2 separate regions of the Astyanax mexicanus genome follow, and region 2 is linked to region 1. Evidence: chromatin contacts called from public Hi-C data. All regions are on one chromosome and are shown on one strand. Each heading gives the region's core, a stretch centred on a gene start, on an enhancer-like site or on the middle of the called end of the contact. The rest is flanking DNA. Distances are from core to core; before and after follow the strand shown. Region 1 overlaps pacs2 (phosphofurin acidic cluster sorting protein 2). Region 2 holds the start of pacs2 (phosphofurin acidic cluster sorting protein 2).

Region 1 (6,390 bases), core at 2,255-4,754:
TTTAAATTCCTTGCTTTTTTGCATATAGGCTTTATTTGATGTTCTTTATTTGATGCCATAAAAACGTTTCACTTTTTAAAATCTCAAGTATATTTTTTAAGCTGAGTCTCTGTTTTAAATGCAGAAGAAAACACTGAGTTATAGTTGTATTTCCAGGGTATTTTAAACATAATTATATATTATATGAAGTAAAATTTAAACAATTATGTACAGTTAGTACAGTGCAGTAGAGTGAAATATTGTTTTATTATCAATATGTATAAATACATTTACCACAGTTATATCACTGATATAAACATAGAGCCAACATATACAAACATTTAATATAATATAAACTGCAGTTATTTTGTAGTTTTTTTAGAATATATAATTTTGCTTTAATTGGTTTACTGCAATTGTACACCAGTTCTATTACCAAAATGTATTAGTCGATTTACCCTAAACATACTGTAGTTCTGTTATAATTGGTTATTATTAGATTTACTGTGATTATACTGCAGTTTTATTACAGTTTTAATATTCGATTTGTTGTGATTATATTCTGGTTTTGTTCTTTATATTTATTATTGGATTTACCCTGAATATACTCCAGTTCTGTTGTCAATATTTATAGATTAATTGAAGACAACTGATTGTACTCTATATTTAATAGATTTATTGTGATTTATTGCACATTTATTACTACTGTTTATTTTTAGATTTACTGCGGTATTCCAAGCATATCAAATATTGTTAATATATCTTTTGTGATTCTTAGCCAATTACAGTGCCCAGTTAAAACTTTAGTGCTGCACTGAAACAAGTTTCTGTTCCCGAAAGTTCTTTAACTCCAAACTCTGGTCTGTATCAACGGAAATAAATACTTTTTTGGAAATTAATTTACAAAGCCTTTGTCTGTAGTAAAGCAGTGCTGGAACACACATTCACACTTTCATCATAATAACTAGAAAAAGATACAGAAAGACAGAAAACTCAGTAACTATTAAAAGTCTTACAGATAAAGCCAGAGAGCGGTGAATACTATTTCCTACACCTTTAAAAGACTCCTGGAAACTGAGGAAAACTGCTACAGGAAGAGTTACGTATGGCTAACCCACATGGCAACAGCTTTAGCCTTTAGCTCAGCTTAACACTGGACCAAGTCTCGGTTTCTGCAGTGAAGAGAGGAATTAATGGTCTGACAGGTAAAGTTCAATAATAAAGTAATTGATAAGATATTAAATTTAAAAAGCAGCTTGTCTGGGCCATAAATCACTGCCCCTGGACTAGTAAACAATAGTGTTCTAAAATGATAATGTATATATTGAGTAAATATTAAATACAGGGTTTAGGGTTCAGCTCTACAGCAGCTTTATTGCTTCTGGAGTTAGCGGTGGCTACATGCTAATCAGCCTACACAGAACAATAGACTTTGTGTGTGTGTGTGTGTGTGTTAGAGAGAGAGAGAGAGAGAAGGAGAGAGAGCAAGAGAGAGAGGAAGATTCTAGACAATGGCAGCCTGTGACTGCACTGTACAGCACGTTCCGGCACACACATGCACACACACACACACACACACACACACACACACACACACACACACACACACACACACACACACACACACACACACACACACTCATACACACACTGTTGTATTAGTACCCTTATTACGAGTTCATTGAGTTTACCACCTTATTTATTAATTATCATGAGTGTAATTTAACAATAAGGTCATAAGGTGTTTGTTTGATCATGACGTGCTGTGTAAAATCAGTGTAGAAATCAGATGTTCAGAATTTGTTTTAAAGTTTTTTAACAGTATCTCTTTCAGAAAGGGTCTAGTGATGTTGATTCTTTTCACATATACATATGCTTATACTCAAATACATCCTCTGCAGGAGCTAGTGACATTTATTTTACTCCCACCGAGTGTATTATTGCAATTGTACCACAGTTCCATTATCGCTGTTTATTAAAAGATTTTGAGTTAAAGAGGATGAGAAAATACAATCTGTTTGGTTATAAACCCTCCGCCACTTAAAATAGTTCCATATCTGCTCTGTTTGTAGCTGCGTTGTTTGGTTTGTAAGCGCTGCATCATTGCTAGGTCACCTGTATGTGGTGAAGTAATACATTGAGAGCTAGGTTACAGTGAATTACTGGCTGATAATGGCACTCAAAAACGGCTCTCAGCCAATCACATTGCAGGGTCGGAACTAACTGTGGTATAATTCTTTGTATATGACCCACTCATCCCACCTGGGAACTCCTCACTTTAAATCAGAATATGAATTAAGTTTGGTTCCAAACTGTGTTTGTGGTTAATTGAATGGCTTTCAGTTCTCCTAGTGAAGTCGCGACCAATGAGATAACAGTCCTGATTGGTGTAACCCTGTAGTTTTTTAGCAGAAATGAATACTTTAATTAGACAAGCACTGCAATACAGCAGGGTTTAAACCAGGGGTGTCCAAACTACGGCCCGCGGGCCATTTGTGGCATTTTAGAAAAAGAATGAAAGTTGGCCTGCTGTTAAGCAAGTTTTTATAATGTGAGATTCAAAGTTTGAACGCTAGGTGTCAGAAATGGGCAAAGAGTCTAAAAGTGGTGAGGGTGCGCATTTCTAGTGCAGAAAAACGGCGCAAAAGAATCTAAAAGCGGAGAGGGTGTGCATTTCTAGTGCAGAAAAACGAGGTAAAAGAGTCTAAAAGCGGAGAGGGTGCACATTTCTAGCGCAGAAAAACGGGGTAAAAGAGTCTAAAAGTGGAGAGAGTGCGAATTTCTAGCGCAGAAAAACGGGCCAAAGAGTCTAAAAGCGGAGAGAGTGCGCATTTCTAGCGCAGAAAAACGGGCCAAAGAGTCTAAAAGTGGAGAGAGTGTGCATTTCTAGTGCAGAAAAACGGGCCAAAGAGTCTAAAAGCGGAGAGGGTGTGCATTTCTAGCGCAGAAAAACGGGCCAAAGAGTCTAAAAGCGGAGAGGGTGTGCATTTCTAGCACAGAAAAACGGGCCAAAGAGTCTAAAAGTTGCCGTAATTAAGGAGTTTATTATTAAGAGACATCATGAAATTAAACATCAATTTGAAAAATCTTAGTTTACACAACACTGTCAAAAATAAAGATAGTAAGTCAAGTAAAATGGTGTGTAAATGAAATAATCAGGAAAAAAGTATTATTTAAAGTGGTATATTTCATTATTTGTTTTATTACAGAGTGTGGCCCGTGACTTCAAATATATTTCTCCTTCTGGCCCCCAACAAAAAAGTTTGGACACCCCTGGTTTAAACACTTTATACTAGTGAATAACAACTGTATACAGATATTTAGGGATCAGAAATAGCCTGAGTGTTCCTCACTCTCTCTCACTCTTCCTGTGATCCACCCATTGCCTCAGTTGCTCTATTCTCAGCTCCACTAAATACAGTCTCAGTTACAGACTGATTTCTACTCTCTTTCTCTGTCTCTTTCTCAGGTTGTGCAGTCTGACGCTGAAGAAGCTGGTGGTTCTGAGGGAGCTGGATAAAGAGTTGATCTCTGTGGTCATCGCCGTCAAAATTCAGGTGAGTGCCATGCTCCTCCCACAGGCCAGGCTCCGCCCTCTGGTGTGTCAGATTTGGGTATTAAACAGAAATTAGTGGTGTTGTAGCCTTACAGATGTTATTTTAACCTTCTTAATGAGCTTTTTGTTCCACTTAGTACTTTGTATTATATTGCAAAGATCAAGCTTACAAACCTTCTTGTTTCTACACCCATTATCCATTTTTTCAGCTCTGCTGATTATATAGGACCACATACGGAATACATTATTATCCTCCTTTCACCCTGTTCTTCAACACTCAGGACCCTACAGGAGGGGTGGAGTGTGGTGGGTCATTCTCAGCACTGCAGTGACACTGACAAAGTGGTGGTGTGTTGGTGTGTGTTGTACTGGTGCAAGTGGATCAGACACAGCAGTGCAGCTGGAGCTAAAAAAATGTATAAGAGATGTAGAAACAAAGAGGTGATCATAATGTTATGATCATAATGTTACTACCATTAAAAGTTTCTTACATTTAGTGTTTTTTCTTTTTTTTAAATATGTGCAGCATTGTATATTAATACTAAAATCATTCAATCTATAAATATTTTTTTGGAGAATTTATATTGGAATTATTTAGTAAACAAGTGTTAAACAAACCAGAATATGTTTTATATTTTAGATTTTTCAAAGTAGCAACTTTTGCACAGATAGCAATTTTGCACATCTTGGCATTGTCTTAGTCAGCTGTATGAGGTAGAGTCACCTGGACTTTCAGGCTTTTAGTTAACAGCTGTGCTGAACTCGTCAAGAGTTAATTACTTGAATTTCTTGCCTCTTAATGTGTTTGATATTAATATTTTTCTTAATTAATAGGTCTATGCTTCTTTAGCTTTGCAATGTTAATTAACATCATTCTGATCAGATTCCGCTCATTAAAACAGTCCGGAAATGTTTTTAAAAAGCTCAGTTTTAATGTTCTACTTATTAAGAAATGTCGGGTTTAAATCAGGGCTCACGCGCATAGGCTCTAGTTGGTATACAGTGAATAGCTTTATTTGAGTAATGCTCTATTAAAAATAAAAACATTGAGTGAGGTGTGTCCAAACTTTTGACTCCTATTGTATATGTATTTAATATATTAAACAATGCATTTTGTGTCTAAATAAATAGCTTAATTTGTTTTTTAGTCCTGGTTTGAGCATTGTGTGTTAAGGTCTCTTATGACCTCTGTGACCTCAGGGCTCCAAACGTATCCTGCGCTCTCATGAGATTGTACTGCCTCCTACTGGATCAGTGGAGACTGACCTCGCACTTACTTTCTCTCTGCAGGTAAAACAAAACACACATTCACATTTAAACATCATTATACTGATTCACTAAAAGCTATATGTAGTGGGAAATTTATTGTTTCTTTGGAATTTAAGGGTAAAGTTTTGTTGGAGTAACTGTCTCTATTGTCCAGGCAAGGCTTTTTGACTAGATTTTGGAGCATTGCTGTGAGTATTTGATTGCATTTAATGACAAGAGCATTATTATTAATGCTGGATGATGAGTACCCCACCACATACCAAATATTCTATTAGCATTAATACAGGGTCTAGACAAGCTGTAAGTGCATTCTCATATCTTTGTCATTTTCTGATAGGTGTGTATTCACATTAACAAATGTGTGTGTGTATATGTGTTTCCAGTACCCTCACTTTCTGAAGAGAGAAGGGAATAAGCTGCAGATTCTGCTGCAGAGGAGGAAACGCTATAAAAACAGAACCATCCTGGGCTATAAAACCCTCGCTGCTGGATCTGTGGATATGGCTGAGGTGCACAACCAGTCCTTCTTCAGCTACTGTTACCAGTAGCATAATTACATATACATATTATTGTGAGATTATATAGAGGATGTATGGGGTATTTTTTGTAAATAAATACTTACTATATAGAACCTAGTATAGTATTCATTTTTTTATTAAATGTATTTGTGTGTGTGTGTGTGTGTGTGTAGGTCATGCAGCATCCAGCAGAAGGTGGGCAGGTGTTGTCTCTGTGCAGTCATCAGAAGGAGCTTCAGGGGAAGGTCGCTGAGATCTGGATCTACTCTCTCTCCAGTCAGCCTATAGACCATGAGGAGGCGGCACTACTGGGACAGAAACTCAAATGCTCGGGTAACACACACACACACAGCTGTTTAAAGTACACACATGCATGTGGGCGGCATCCTATGGGCAGCGTCCTGTGACCACATATGTAGGACGCTAAAGGATGACCAACACAAACTGTGCAGCAACAGATTTAGAGCTTCTGTCTCTGACTTTACTTTATCTACAAGTTGGAGCAGCTCTAGGTAGGAGTATGTAATAGAGTGGACAGTGAGTGCCACACCCACCTTTCGCATCTGCATTGTTTCCATACTTTGGTCTGAACCAAAGTAGTAGGTATGAAAGGAGTTTGGTCCGACCATGGTCCGGTTCGTCTGCAGTGTGAAAATACCTTTCTAGATAATTCAAATTCACACTTTAACCTCTTAACGGGCCAGGATTTTTGGCAATTGTCTGGCATTACACTACTAAATCTTGAGAATTTCTATTCAAACATTACATACATTTCATGTTTGTTCATGAGGAACATTACTGAAAAGCATAATTGTAATTGTAATAAAAAATATAATTTTTTTTTTTAAGTAAATCTGCTAATGTCAAAATATAATGACTCATATCATAAAATTGGCTCTTTTTAAAAATCATTATTTTCCTGAATACAAATCAATCAGTTTATGTCTTTCAAACCTTTAGTTTTGTCTAGTCTTTACGTCTATTTTCAAACCTGCAGTATTTGAGTTTATTCCTGCTACTGATATGGAATTATTAAGTAAAGTAGAAAGAAAACAGGCAGCTTCTCCA
Region 2 (6,513 bases), core at 2,903-5,402, 39 kb before region 1:
GAGCTTTAGGATTTTTATAAAGAATCTCACAAATTCACAATTCACAATTTCAATCAAGAAAATCACAATTTCAATAAGTTTATGTTCAGCTTCTGTTCACAGATAATAGTGACACAGTAAACAGTAAGTAGTTAAAGATAAGCGGATCAACAAAACATCTAGAGCACCATCAGAATAAAGTGCATACTCTATATTTTTATAGTCCATAAACTAGAGCACCTCCAGGATAATGCCCCTTATTTTGTAAATTAATTTCACCACATTTGATTGCATGATAGTTATTACAGTGTTATAGTTTTCCACTCAACCTGCATTACTGTAGTCTGACCCCAGCCTTAATCTCGGCAGAGCAGCAGCTCTGTGATCTCCTCATTTCTCTGAGTGGAAGCTGTAAAAGCTCGTCGCTCACGGCCGTCAGCAGAGCTCGCTCTAATGTTATCAGCTCAGCAGGAGGATATTTGGTCTCTCCTAAAACGGCAAAACAAAGTACACAGTCGAGTGTGTAAAGGTCAGTAAACAGTATAGGGATATGGCACACACACACACACACTCAGAAGGTATAATGTGTGTAAAAAGCAGTAATAAACAGTGTCCTTCTGGAACAGTGTGTCCCTCAGTGCAGCTGTGTCCTCCTGCAGCCCTTCATACTGCCTCACTGCCTGCATACAGTCCTCACTGCCTGCGGATGCTCAGGCCGGCAACTACTGCTGCACACTAGTGAACACACTGCTATTGAACACACTAATATTACTAATGGATGTCATTAGAGAATTACTTGTGATTAGTGAATACTCAGTTAGTGAGCACAGTTAATTGACCTACTGCTAGTGAACACAGTTAGCCAACACTCTCAGATTTCAGAATTTTCTTTTTCCAAGAAAATTTCAGCTGGAACACTAATGATGTTAGTTACATATATGTTGGTTAACATGGTTAAATTTGTATTTAAGTGTATTTAGGCAGACATCCCCCCCTGCTATAACTCATTTAAGTGAGGTAGCTCAACACCCCCAGTCTCAAAAAAATCACAATTTACAGGTATATCAGAATTATATCTGTATTGCCAGTAATTGCAATTTTTTTTTTTTTTTTAAACATCAGCATTGTCTAATTTGGACAATATATCAAACCAATGCTTGGCCTAGAGATGCTGCTCGCACTAATACAATTTGCTGACAGTGGCTCACTACTTTAAAATATATTGATTTAGGCTGTTTTAATTTGAATTTATGTTATCATTTATAATTAAGTAATATAATACAGGAAATTGACAAATCCTGCACCTAACAGCTGGGGTTATGCCTAGGGCTCAGCCAGGATCTACTACTCACTCAACTAACAACAATAGCAAAACCACCACAATCTGATACTGGCTCGACAAGAATCCAGAAGCACAGCCTAACACTATGTTCATGGTCCATTGCCTCAACTGCCAAGTAACAGACCTACCAAAAAATAACCTATGAACACACAGAATCCCTCCTTAATCTAAGCTCACTTCCTTTAACTATGGCAACAACACACTTACCTAAGCACAATCACACACAATAAATCACATTATAAGTTGCGTGAGCAGAACACAGCAACCACTACCATCCGATACTGGCTCGACAAGAATCCAGAAGCATAGCGAACTATGTTCGTGGTCCGTGCCTCAACTGCCAAGTACTCAGACGTCTACAAAAACTCATGAGACAAATTATTACAAGAGCAGGACCACACCAATCCCCTTCATCCAAACTCTAACACAAACTTCAGTGCAAGCTCTTCTCAGGGGTCATCAGGCAGGCACCTTCCTTCGTCAGTGTTTCGCTGAATTAGGCCCACGACACCTCCAGAAGGCTCAACAGTGAAGTCTGGCGTCCCAGACCCACCCCCCTCCAAGCTTGCTGTAGAAGCACAAACTCACTCCCTTCCCCACACAGCCTCAGCCCTTCTGAACCACAACCACTGACTAGATCTTTCAGCTACATCTGACAACTCCTTCACTACAGTCCTTAGCACACGACCTCTAATTCCGAATTCAGACAGCAGTCTTGTGGCAGACTTCACAACAAAGCCTCTAGTACCTACCTCTACCGGTCTAATATACGCTTGCCACCCACGCTCTCTCACCTCAGCCACCAAGTCTGTATACTTCAGCCTTTTCCTTTCATAAGCTCCATCTACCTCGTCTTCAAACGGAACAGTCAGCTCTATAAAATACACTATCCGCTTACTTTCAGAGTACAACACTACATCCGACCTCAAGGTTGTAACCAGAATGCACTCTGGGATCTGCAGTTTACTACCTACATCCACTAATAACTTCCAATCTCGTGCATTGGCCCACTTACCAGCAGTTTTCAAGCACTGTGCTGTTTCTCCACTATGCTGCCCCTCACGCACAAACGTGATTACCCTACTGCAACCTACCACGGGCATGTTATTAACTTCTAACCGAAAGCTATACTGGGGAGTTATAAAAATGTATATGAGCATCAGCAGATATATATGTATAATATCGACATTGGCCAACAATTCCTACATTACACATTTTTGACCTGTTTGTTGTTATTTTATTAGAGTGGATAAAGTACAGTAGCTTCTTAAAGGAGAAATCTGGTGTGAAATGGAGAAATTAGCATTCTGAAATGCAGCGCTTTTTACCAACAGACTTACAATGCTAGTGATATAGCATTACAAAGCAAATGCAAAGAAATCACAATGAATGAATATTACACAGATATTTTTAGCAAAAGCTGGACTTCATGCATTTCCACTGAATTAAAAAACTTTTTTTTTTATTAGTAAACTGTTAAAAATTCTTAGTGCCTTGTTTTAATGTCAGTGCACTCAGAAAATTTTACCAGTGAAGTGTGGAGCTACTTTGAGCTTGTTACTTACTGGTGCAAAAATAGTGATTTATTTGCATAAGTAATGCTATGCCTCTATCACTAGCCTGTTATGAGCCTGTTGGGAGCATCGTCTGAAAGCACTGGATTTTAGAATGCTGTGGGTAAACTTTAGTTTTGTACTTTTATCATGTTTTACATCAAAGTTCTCTTTTAACACCTAGCCAGCTAGTTTAACTAAAGTTAACTATGTTAATAGAAAACAAGTGAACCCTGTTTAAACTACCCTCAACATGCTCTCTGCAGTAATTTACCTGCGGTACACCTCATTCATAAATTTGGGCATTCATTAAGTTGTGGGCACTATGCACTATGTTTATGTTGGTGAACATTCTGTTTGGATTTTGATTGACTTGTTTTCACACTTACATGAACCCACTTGTTTTTGGAAACATGTTTAGGTGTACACACACACATACACACACTACTTTTTTATTTAAGGTGGAAATGAAAATTAAATGAACAGCTGGCGATCACCAATTCCATTATAGCTTCATAACGTCAGGTGAAATAGAAAAAAAAATACACTAACCTAGCTGTTTATTCTTCAGCCTGCAGCTATGTGTTCCCTTAAAGGAAAACTCTGGTGTGAAATGGACTTGGGTTGTAGTGAAACATGATAACGAGTACAGACTTTCGGTGAATATCCCACCTCCATTCACCCACCACATTCCAAAATACAGAGCTTTTAGCTGATGCTCCCTACAGGCTCACAATGCTAGCAATAGGGGCATAGCATTGCCCATACAAATAAATTTCTATTTTTCAATATTAACATATTTTCAGCAACAGGTGGAATTCATGCATTTCCACTGAATTAATTTTGCAATTTGTTCCCCTATCCTACCTATTTATTCATGATTGTCAATCGAATTATCGTCATTCAATTTCAAGATGGTGGTGCCCAGAGAACTACCTGAGGAAAGTTTGTACAGTTCATAAGAATGTTTATATGTACACACACACACACACACACACACACACACACACGCACAAACAAAATCTACACACAGAGACCTGCCTTCACTATTTGTCACTTTGAATGAATGAATGAATAAAGGGGGGGGGGGGGTATTTAATTAAGGTCATGTGATTTTCCCTTGCCGGTGTCCTCACCAGTGTTCTGACAGCTCCATCCAGCCAATCCCGGCGCAGAGGGGGCGGGGCTACGGAGAGTCAGCCTCGGCGCGGGAGGAGGGGTGGGGCTTGTCGGCACAGGCGTGAGAAAGAAAACAGACAGGAGCGCGAGCGGTGGCGGCGGCGGGTGCGCTGCAGCTCTCCGGTCTCGCGGGCGGCCGATGCGCGTGCTGGAAATAACGACACCGAAATTAACATTAACATAAACAACAAGTAAACAACAAAAACAGCATGAGGAGGAGAAGCGCGGCCACGTGAGGGGAGCGGCGGCAGCAGCAGCAGGGGCGCGCGGAGGACTCTTTCTTTCACCCAAGTCCGGCGCGAGCGCGCGCGTGTGTGTTTGTGTGTGTCAGTGTGTGAGTGTGTGTGCGCGCGCTCGTCAGCATGGCGGAGCGAGGAGGGTCCCGGCTCAGCTTCCCCGGGGGCGCGCTCAACACGCCGGTGCCCATGAACCTGTTCGCCACGTGGGAGATAGACGGCTCCTCTCCGCACTGCATCCCCAGGTGAGAGCTGTGCACCTGTGTCCCCGTGTGCGCGTGCCCGTGCATGTAATGGGTTTCGGTGTCCGTACTCTTCTGCATTGCACCGGTCTGCTCGCGAGCTCCCCCTGTTGTGGGTGTATGGGTTTGTGTGTGCGCGCGCGTGCGCGTTCCCGTGCCCGTGTTGTCCCGCGCCGGGTTCCTCTTTGCACTTTGCACCGCGAGGCCAGTTTGAAGCACCGCTGCTGTTTCTGTGATTGTTATTGTTGTTTTTCAGCTGTAAACGATTACAATGCAAACAGAAAGGCAATGTGACGTCACTGCTGCTGCTGTTCCCTCCTGCAGTGAAGGACCCTGTAATACTGAACTGCTTCAGCTGGGGTTTATTGTTATTTGTGGAAGCAGATCGCGAGCAAGCTGGCGCGTGCAGAAACCAACAGTGCAATAAGTTGCTGGTGTGTGTGTGTGAGAGTGTGAGGTTTTGTGTGTGTGTAAGTTTGTGAGTACAATGTCCCAACTTGAGAGCCCACCCACAAGCAGTCAAAATATTTGTTAAGTTTTGTGTGTGTGTGTAGGGTGTGTGTACTGCATGTGTTACACATTAAAAAACACATTCAGACAACACATTTACATATATTATATAGGCATATGTAAGTATATTTATTTATTAAGATTATTAGAATTCACTGTCTGGCCAAATGCTAATAGGTAGGAGCCTGCCAATGGATAATTACTGCATGGGTGATTATGCTTTATTTAACCCTATCTGATGCAGTGAGTACCTTCTCATTTGTTAAAGAACCACATGGAAATACACATCCTGTGGTCTTGGAAAAATGTTTATCTGTTTCAGAAGTGTCAAATTATTGACATGTATCAAGCAGAGAAAACATTTAAGGAGATTCTAAAACTACTAAAATCAAGAACTGTCCAAAACCATTAATAATAAGTAGAAGGACAGTGGGAAAACATTATCTTCCAAGAAAGAATGTGGCAGGATTACCTCAAGGTTTGGCAAAATCAAATGGTAGAAAAACAAAACTAGAACCCAAGGTTATGTTTAATTATGAAAGTAAAAGCATTTTCACATATGTAATAAAAAGGGAACTGAAAGGATTTGCACTAAAGTTTGCTGGGGAATATAAAGGCTGGAGTCTGTAGCAATGGAAGAAGCTCATGTGGTTTGTTTTAGAATGATGGAGCATCAGGGTAAGAAGAGAGACGGCTGAAGTGATGCACCCATCATTCCTAGTGCTACCATATAAGCTTGTGGGGGCGGTGATATGATCTGATATGTGATATGATGCAGGTTGCTGCAGTTGATCAGGTCTAGGTTCAGCAACAGTATGTGCTGGAAGAATGAGATCAGCTGACTACCTGAATACCTGAATACAGACCAGATTATTCTATCAATGTAATTTTTCTTCCCTGATGGCACGGCCATATTCCAAGATAACAATGTCAGGATTCATGGGGCTGGAATTGTGAAAGAGTGATTCAGGGAGCATGAGATCATCATTTTCACATATAGATTGTTCACCACAGAGTCCAGACCTTAACCTCATTGAGAATTTTTGGGATGTGCTGGTGGAGAAGACTTTTGTGCAGTGCTCCAAATCTCTCATCATCAATACCATTTTTGGGGGAAAATGAATGCAACACTGAACAGAAATAAATATAAAATGAAAGTGATATTTCAGAAGCTTGTGGAAACGATGTCACAGCGAATGTGTGCTGTAATCAAAGCTAAAGGTAATATACAGACAACCAGATATTAGAATGTGTGAGTTTTTTTTGGCCAGGCAGTGTATATAGCAACATATATTTGTTCCTACATATATTGCACATATTTTATGAGATGTTGAAAACTGATTATAATTAAATATCACCTGCTATAGAACCTGATATACAAATAACAAGTTATAAATCTGTGATTTAATTTCAGAGAACAGCATGGATGGGTTGATTGTACTGTAATGATTTTGTTTTTAGAGAAATGTCAC

What was found. A called contact is a pair of places that touch in the nucleus more often than the background predicts.
Region 2: a Hi-C map of muscle shows a contact between it and region 1, with 7 times the contacts expected there. The contact joins the promoter of pacs2 here to the enhancer-like site in region 1. A contact is called at or near these places in 2 of 3 Hi-C or Micro-C datasets (both in muscle).

The regions. Positions count from the first base shown.
Region 1 is chr7:10,627,200-10,633,589 of AstMex3_surface, reverse strand. It overlaps pacs2 (phosphofurin acidic cluster sorting protein 2), which reads left to right. Exons shown (of 25, transcript XM_007247585.4): 2 at 3,449-3,536; 3 at 4,736-4,825; 4 at 5,188-5,313; 5 at 5,496-5,655. Among protein-coding and RNA genes, the nearest start is that of dcaf5, 34 kb to the right of the region's middle. Within about 2 kb of position 3,504, the one cell type or tissue checked has an H3K27ac peak away from gene starts, as active enhancers do.
Region 2 is chr7:10,667,013-10,673,525 of AstMex3_surface, reverse strand. It overlaps pacs2 (phosphofurin acidic cluster sorting protein 2), which reads left to right and starts at 4,152. Exons shown (of 25, transcript XM_007247585.4): 1 at 4,152-4,534. The coding sequence starts at 4,416.